Regions from separate parts of the Sus scrofa genome. Here region 2 is linked to region 1. The links are chromatin contacts, called in public HiChIP or PLAC-seq maps. All regions are on one chromosome and are shown on one strand. Each heading gives the region's core, a stretch centred on a gene start, on an enhancer-like site or on the middle of the called end of the contact. The rest is flanking DNA. Distances are from core to core; before and after follow the strand shown. Region 1 overlaps DEUP1 (deuterosome assembly protein 1). Region 2 holds the start of CEP295 (centrosomal protein of 295 kDa).

Region 1 (3,432 bases), core at 834-3,333:
GAACTCCAATTTTCTCATCTTTAAAATGGGGAAGTGTAACTTTATGTCGTGGGTTTTTCTGAGAATAACTTAATTTACGAAAACACTTTAACAACTCTAAAGGGAAGTGTGATTAGGCAGCTTCCATTTTTCATTTTTGGTTGTGCATGTACATGTCTGTCTCCATCGGTTTATTCTTATTGCGGCAAAGATCATCCAGCACTTATGTGTCAAAGGCTTACCATGTGCCAGACCCTCTGCTCTGAGGACCCTGAAATGTCCCATGACCGGGAGACCCGGCAGTGGCCAAGAGCGTTTTCTACAGCTACTGGTCTCTGATTGTGCAGCTCACATAGGATCACGTGCCTTTGCTGTTGGGGGATTAAAGAAAGGCGTGTCAACATAGACACGGACTCTAACTTGGAATTTGATGAACTGTACATTGCAAGTCAATGGAAGCCGGTTGGCAACTATCACAATGAGGTTGTAATTGAGAACAGTTTATAATAATCTAATTTTCCACTAGGTGACAGCAGAGCCCATGGTATTATCTTAAACACTGTTCCTCTCCTACCAATAGGTTGGACAATCTTTTGAAAGAAGTTCCTGCCATTCTGGAGGGAGCAATTACTGTTAAAAGGAGGACACGTGGCTTTTAGATGTCATTGCTGATCTCCAGATTTTTCTTTTAAAGGAGTTTAGTTCTGGCATTCTTAATCTCTTGAATTTATGGAAACAACTATACCAATAATAAAACGAACTTATATTTATTCAGCATTTGCTACAATGCCAGGTATTGTAATACGTGTGCAGGGCCCCTGAGGCTTGCTTCTTAGAAGCTTCACAGGGACCAAAAGTCCCTCCTTTAATGAGGAGCTAAGCTTCCCCAGGCTGCTCCGGTAACCATGACACTATCTACACAAACGTGTCCTCACAACTTAATTCCCCGTATGAGTTTGAGCATATTGATAGCTTAGTCAAGGGTCCTTTACAGGGTTGTATAAACAATTTCAGTTATAATTGGTGTTTCTTAGAGCACTTTTCTTCTTTTTTAAAAACATTTTTTTCCTTGGACTCATGCCAGCCTTTGGTTGGGTCCCCTCTTGGTGGCTGACTCATCTTGGGAATGCCTGGTGAATTTCTGAGTGATGCAATAGAGTTGTTTTTCAGAGGCTGAGGCTGGGAATCCAGGCAGAATGGGTTTGACTCATTGCGGCACAAACTCTTAACCATCAGGAGGAAGAGGGGATTTGAGCAAGTGTCTGGCATTTGACTCTGTCTCCTAAATGGCTCCTAAAATCTGGTCTTGGCCCTGGGCAGAGCAAGGACTGAGAAGTGAAGTGACAGGGCCATTCTGGGACACAATGATGCACAGGTGGGCCTGCGTTCTTTTTTTCTCCCAGAATGTAACACAGAAACCAGAGAGCCATTTTAGCTGGCTCTTACACAGCTACCTACACAGCTAGTTAAAAATTTTAATTATTTCTAATTTTTTTTTTCCATTTTATTGCCACATCCATGGCATATCTAAGTTCCTGGGGCAGGAAATGAATCCAAACTACAACTGTAACCTACACCAAAGCTGTGGCAATGCTGGATCCTTTAAACCACTGTGCCAGGCTGGGGACTGAACTTGAACCTCTGTAGCGACCCAAGCCACTGTAGTCAGATCTTTTTTATTTTTTTACTTTTTGGGGCCACATCTGAGGCATATGGAGGTTCCCAGCCTAGGAGTCAAATCAGAGCTATAACTGCTGGCCTACACCACAGCCACAGCAACATGAGATCCAAGCCGCATCTGCAACCTACACCACAACTCACGGCAGGGACTGAACCTGCATCCTCATGGATACTAGTTGAATTCATTTCCACTGAGCCACAACGGAACACCTGCAGTCAGGTTCTTAACCATAGCAGAAACTCCAGGTTTTAATTACTTCCACATCTGAAAGAATGCTATTAAGTGTAGACAAAATTTCAGAAGGCACAACAGGGCATAGAGTTAAAATGTAAGTTTTTCCTCCCACACCTGCTGCCCATAGAAACCCAGTGTTTACCAGTTTGTTAATCAATTACAGGATCGTGCTACATAGTTTCTCTGCGCTTCACCTCCCCCAGCACAGCTCCTTCAGGGGGTTGAAATCATCATGGCTCTGAGCTAGGAGGGGTGCAGGCGTCTAGCATCTCACAAACCCAGAGCTGCAACCCCTTTCTTTCCCTGGGGCCTCTTCTAGATCCAGCAGTTCCCTACTTCTGAAGCCCTTGAACCTAAAAGGACCAATTCTACCTCCAGCTCAGACAAGAAACTCCCTTCTCTCTCTTCAGAAGTGGTTGCCCTAAATCCCTTATATTCTTTTTCTTCAAAAAAGACCTGCCTTCAGTAGCACAAAGGGAAGTTACCGCTGAGAAGGGTAACTTCTCAGGATAAATCTCTTGGCCTCTGCCTAATTCTTAATATGTCAGCTGAAACACACGAAACAAAACAAACAAAACAAAAAAAAACCCTCCCCTATAATCCCCAACTAGAAATTTCCAGGGGTTATTATCATTAAAACATCTCCTTTTGGATATATATGTAACGTCTTTTAGTAGAGCTCACAGTTTTTCATCTGATCATTGTAGCTTTTCAAGGTAGACAATCATGATTTACAACTAATAACTATGTTGACATCTTTCCCATATTTACTTATTCAATTATTTTTTTTTTTTTTTAGCTGCACCCTGAGCCAGGGATCGAACCTGTGCCACAGTCAAGATCCAAGCCACTGCAGTGATGCCAGATTATTTTTTGTTTTATCCTTTTTTCTTTTCTTCTTTTTTGGCTGCCCCTAGGCACATGGAGTTCCCCAGCCAGGGATCAGATCCAAGCCACAGTTGTGACCCATGTGGCAGCCCAGATCCTTAATCCACTGTGCTGGGCCAGGGATTGAACCTGCATCCAAGTGCTCCAGAGATGCCACCAATCCCATTGTGACAGGGGAAGTCTGATGCCAGACTGGTAACCCACCGAGCCATAAAATAACTCCTATTCAATCTTCTAAATATTCTTAGGTATAAAACTTCTAGGATGAAATTAAATAATAACAGTGATAGCTGGCTTGTCTTCTTCCTGACTTTAGTAGAATGTCTCTAATATTTTACCGTAAAAAATGAAGTGTGCTGGAGTTCCCTGGTAGCCTAGCCATTAAGGATTCAGTGTTGCCACTGCTGTGGCTCAGGCTCAATCCCTGGTTCAGGAACATTCTCATGCTGTGGGTGCAGCCAAAAAACAAATGCTGTTGATTTAGGACAGGAATTCGTGTGAAGGGAGTATCCTTCTACTCTAAGTTTACAGACGGCTTTGGTTGTAATTTATAGCATAAAACTTACTTTCCTGATTGCCACTTTTGTCCAGATAAATGGCTCTTTGCTACGGAATAATAATACTGATTTCACAGCATTGTTGCTTTAACT
Region 2 (3,097 bases), core at 566-3,065, 400 kb before region 1:
ATTTGAGGGAAAATGGGGACAGAGCTGGTAAAGCTGGGAGCATTTTAGACTTCCTTCTGTGCCCATCTGACACTGAGGGAAGCAGGGAGGGTAAGTTGGGTGGATGCCTTGTAAACTGCTTAGAAGCTTCAACAAGACTTCTGGGGAGTCCTTATGCCAAAATTCCTTGTGTCTCAAGGCAGGAACAAACCTACCTTACTGCTCATGTCGTGCTCAGTTATCAACTAGGAGTGCCCATGGAAAGCATCTATGCAAATGAATTTTAGAATACAGGGGCTGAGAGTCTGTGAATTACATCCTAAAGGCTGCTGAGGATGTTTTGTCTCCTTCGACAACTCTAATCTGAGACAGTTCCACAGTCCTTTTTTTTCCTCCCAAGGTCTTGACACTGTAAGAGCCTTTCAGCCAGTTATTTTGCAGAATGACCCTCAATTTGGATTTGTTTAATCATTTCTTGTGGTTAGAATGAGGTTATGCCTTTTTGGCAAGAACACCACACAAGTGATGAGACAACCCTTCTCAGTGCATGGCACAGATGCTAAATGATGTTAACATCATGTGAATTTTGGTCACTTGATTAAGGTGATATCTACCAGGTTTCTCCACTGTAAATACGACTTTTCCTTTCTGAGCGTCTAGTGAAGAGATAGCTGTGGCTATATAAATATCATGTTCCTCATCATACTTTAAGTTTAATGTCCTATGTCTGAAACAATTCCCGTGGCATTTGTCAAAAGGTATTTTCTAGGTCCATTGTTCCTTCTACACTTATCAATTGGAATCCTGCTGTAAGGAAGAGTTTCCCCCATTCCCTCACTTTGTTATATTTATTTATATCAATATGGATTTTCAAATTATATGTATTGTTACTGATCAATAATGGACGTGATAGTACTTATCTCGTAAGATTTTGTCCTAAGGATTAAATGGCAGCTGGCATTTCGTAGTCATAAATACGAAAATTGGAAGATTTGGGTTCAGGACTCAACACTACCGCTTACAGCAGGAAGACACCTAAGTCACTTTGGTCTTGTTTGTTTAAGCTATACGAGAATCATATCTTCTCCAACAGGTTGTTCTGATGGTTATGTGACCTAATAAACATAAACTGCCAAACACTTTCTAAATATTAAAGATCCGAGTATTCTCCGTTGTTTTAAAACCTCAAGTTTATGACAGGACTTCATATCTGAGAAATTAAGTGTGAGCGACACCGAGAAAGAGCATGCTCTCCGCACGAGGCGATTTGGGGCAGTGCTCTTGGACCGCTACCAGGATCGGGACCACGTCCGCGGGGTGACCTGGGGGCAGGTGAGCAGGACGCACCCAGAAGTATCTGCAGTAGCGATCGCGAAGGCCATCCAAGCCATCCCGACTTGGAAGCTCAGGGACCCCGAGAGACCCGACCCCGGGAGGACGCGCAAAAGGCCCCAGAGCGACCTCTCGTACGAAGCAGACGGGCCTGGGTAGGGACGCGCGTGCCACCTGACCTGGCGCTCCTCGCCGCCGCCTGACCGATCCCAACCCAGCGGCCCGCGGCCCGCCGAGGCCGGAGAGCCGCGGGCCGTGCTGCGTGCGCGGCACCCTCTTCCTCCAAAGCACACTCCCTGCTCCAGGGCCTTGGGGAGCCGTGCACGCCCGGAGCCGCAGGGAAACGGCGCGTCCGTCACTCACCTGGGAAACGCGAGCCGGGACGCTGGAACCGCGGCTCAGGCAGAGAAGGCCCCCGAGGCCAGCACACATCAGCCTCCCCACAGCCGTTTGTGCGCCTGCGGGGCTGCCATCGCCGAGCTTCCGTCACTTCCGTCATTCAAACCGCCCGCCAATGGCGCGGCCGAACGGCGGGAATCCTCCTGGTCCCGCCTCTCCCGGGGGCCGCCGGGACAGCCGCGCAGTAAAGCCTGCTCCCCGGCGCATGCGCACGCGCACTTGCCGTTCTGACGTAGGCCCCATTATTTCTCATACCGCGGCTCGGAAGGTTAGTTCACCTCTGTCTGCAGGCTCAGTTTTACAGGTAGCGAGACAGAGGTCCAGAAAGGGGAAGGTATTTCCCCAGAACCACGAGGGTGACTTTAGTTTTAAGCGCCAACCTGAAGATGCCTTTGAATATGCATCCTTTTGTATGTTACCTACACAGTTCGTGTGGTATTATTTTTCACGCTCCAGTTATTTTTGTGATAACTTTCAACTGGTACAAGTGAACTCTTTATCATGTTGCTTCTAGAGGTCCGACATACCTAGAACGTGTCAAGGATTTATCTGCTGTAAATAACCTCTTAATCAGAAAGGGGAAGAGCGCAGGTTCGTATTGAGCACCTATCATGTTGTGCCAGATACAGTGTGCTTGGTGCAGGGGAGACAAGGGTAAATGGATTATGGCACCTATCCCAGATTTTATTGTCCAGGGTGGTGAAACATATCAGGAATCAAAGGATTAGAAAATGGAGAGAGAGGCAGAGGAAGTCGCTGGTATGAGCTGATACAGCTTCATGTGGAGAAGAGGGCAGAGAAAGTTAAGACTGAAATTGAAGGTAGAGAAGCCAATTAGGATACTCCTACAGAACGTGAAAGATGATCACAATAAAAATAGAGAGATATGGGTCCGTTTAAGAGGCAGGGAGTTCCCGTCATGGCTCAGTGGAAACGAATCTGATTAGTATCCCAAGTTCCATCCCTGGTCTTGCTCAGTGGGTTAAGAATCCCGCATTGCCATAAGCTGTGGAGGTCGCAGATACGGCTCAGATCTGGCATGGCTGTGGTGTCGGCCCGTGGCTACCGCTCTTGATTGGAGCCCTAGCCTGGGAACCTCCATGGGCTGTGGGTGTGGTCCTTAAAAAAAAGAAAAAAAAAAAAAAAAAAAGGGCAAACAGGAGGCCAAGCATCAAGAGTTAGTGGTTACCTGGTTGTGGAAGGCGGAAAAGAGGGAGAAATGAATGGTGATTCCTGAGTTCCTTATTTGGCAACTGAATGGATGAGCATAACATTCTCCTAGAACACACAGAAAGGATCAGGTTAGGGTGGGGAAAATAGTGAGTTAAACTTTGAATGTTTGTAATTTGAGCTATTTCTGGGATACCTTGGCCAAGGGATGAATTTC

Evidence for each region. HiChIP or PLAC-seq counts read pairs in DNA pulled down with a chosen protein or histone mark.
Region 2: a contact with region 1 is called in an H3K27ac HiChIP or PLAC-seq map of alveolar macrophages. The contact joins the promoter of CEP295 here to the enhancer-like site in region 1. A contact is called at or near these places in 1 of 5 promoter capture datasets (liver), 23 of 47 Hi-C or Micro-C datasets (alveolar macrophages, blood, brain and 14 more) and 2 of 2 datasets of contacts at active chromatin or transcription factors (alveolar macrophages and skeletal muscle).

Annotation. Positions count from the first base shown.
Region 1 is chr9:25,704,297-25,707,728 of Sscrofa11.1, reverse strand. All of the region lies in intron 2 of DEUP1 (deuterosome assembly protein 1), which reads right to left. Among named protein-coding and RNA genes, the nearest start is that of SLC36A4, 17 kb to the right of the region's middle. Within about 2 kb of position 2,083, at least 12 of the 83 cell types and tissues checked have an H3K27ac peak or open chromatin away from gene starts, as enhancers often do. A contact at or near this core is called in alveolar macrophages, fetal liver and mesenteric adipose tissue, where this site is marked.
Region 2 is chr9:26,101,985-26,105,081 of Sscrofa11.1, reverse strand. CEP295 (centrosomal protein of 295 kDa) reads right to left here and starts at 1,815. Exons shown (of 31, transcript XM_021062639.1): 1 at 1,675-1,815. The coding sequence starts at 1,810. LOC102157509 (a long non-coding RNA gene) reads left to right here and starts at 1,958. Exons shown (of 4, transcript XR_002335587.1): 1 at 1,958-2,301.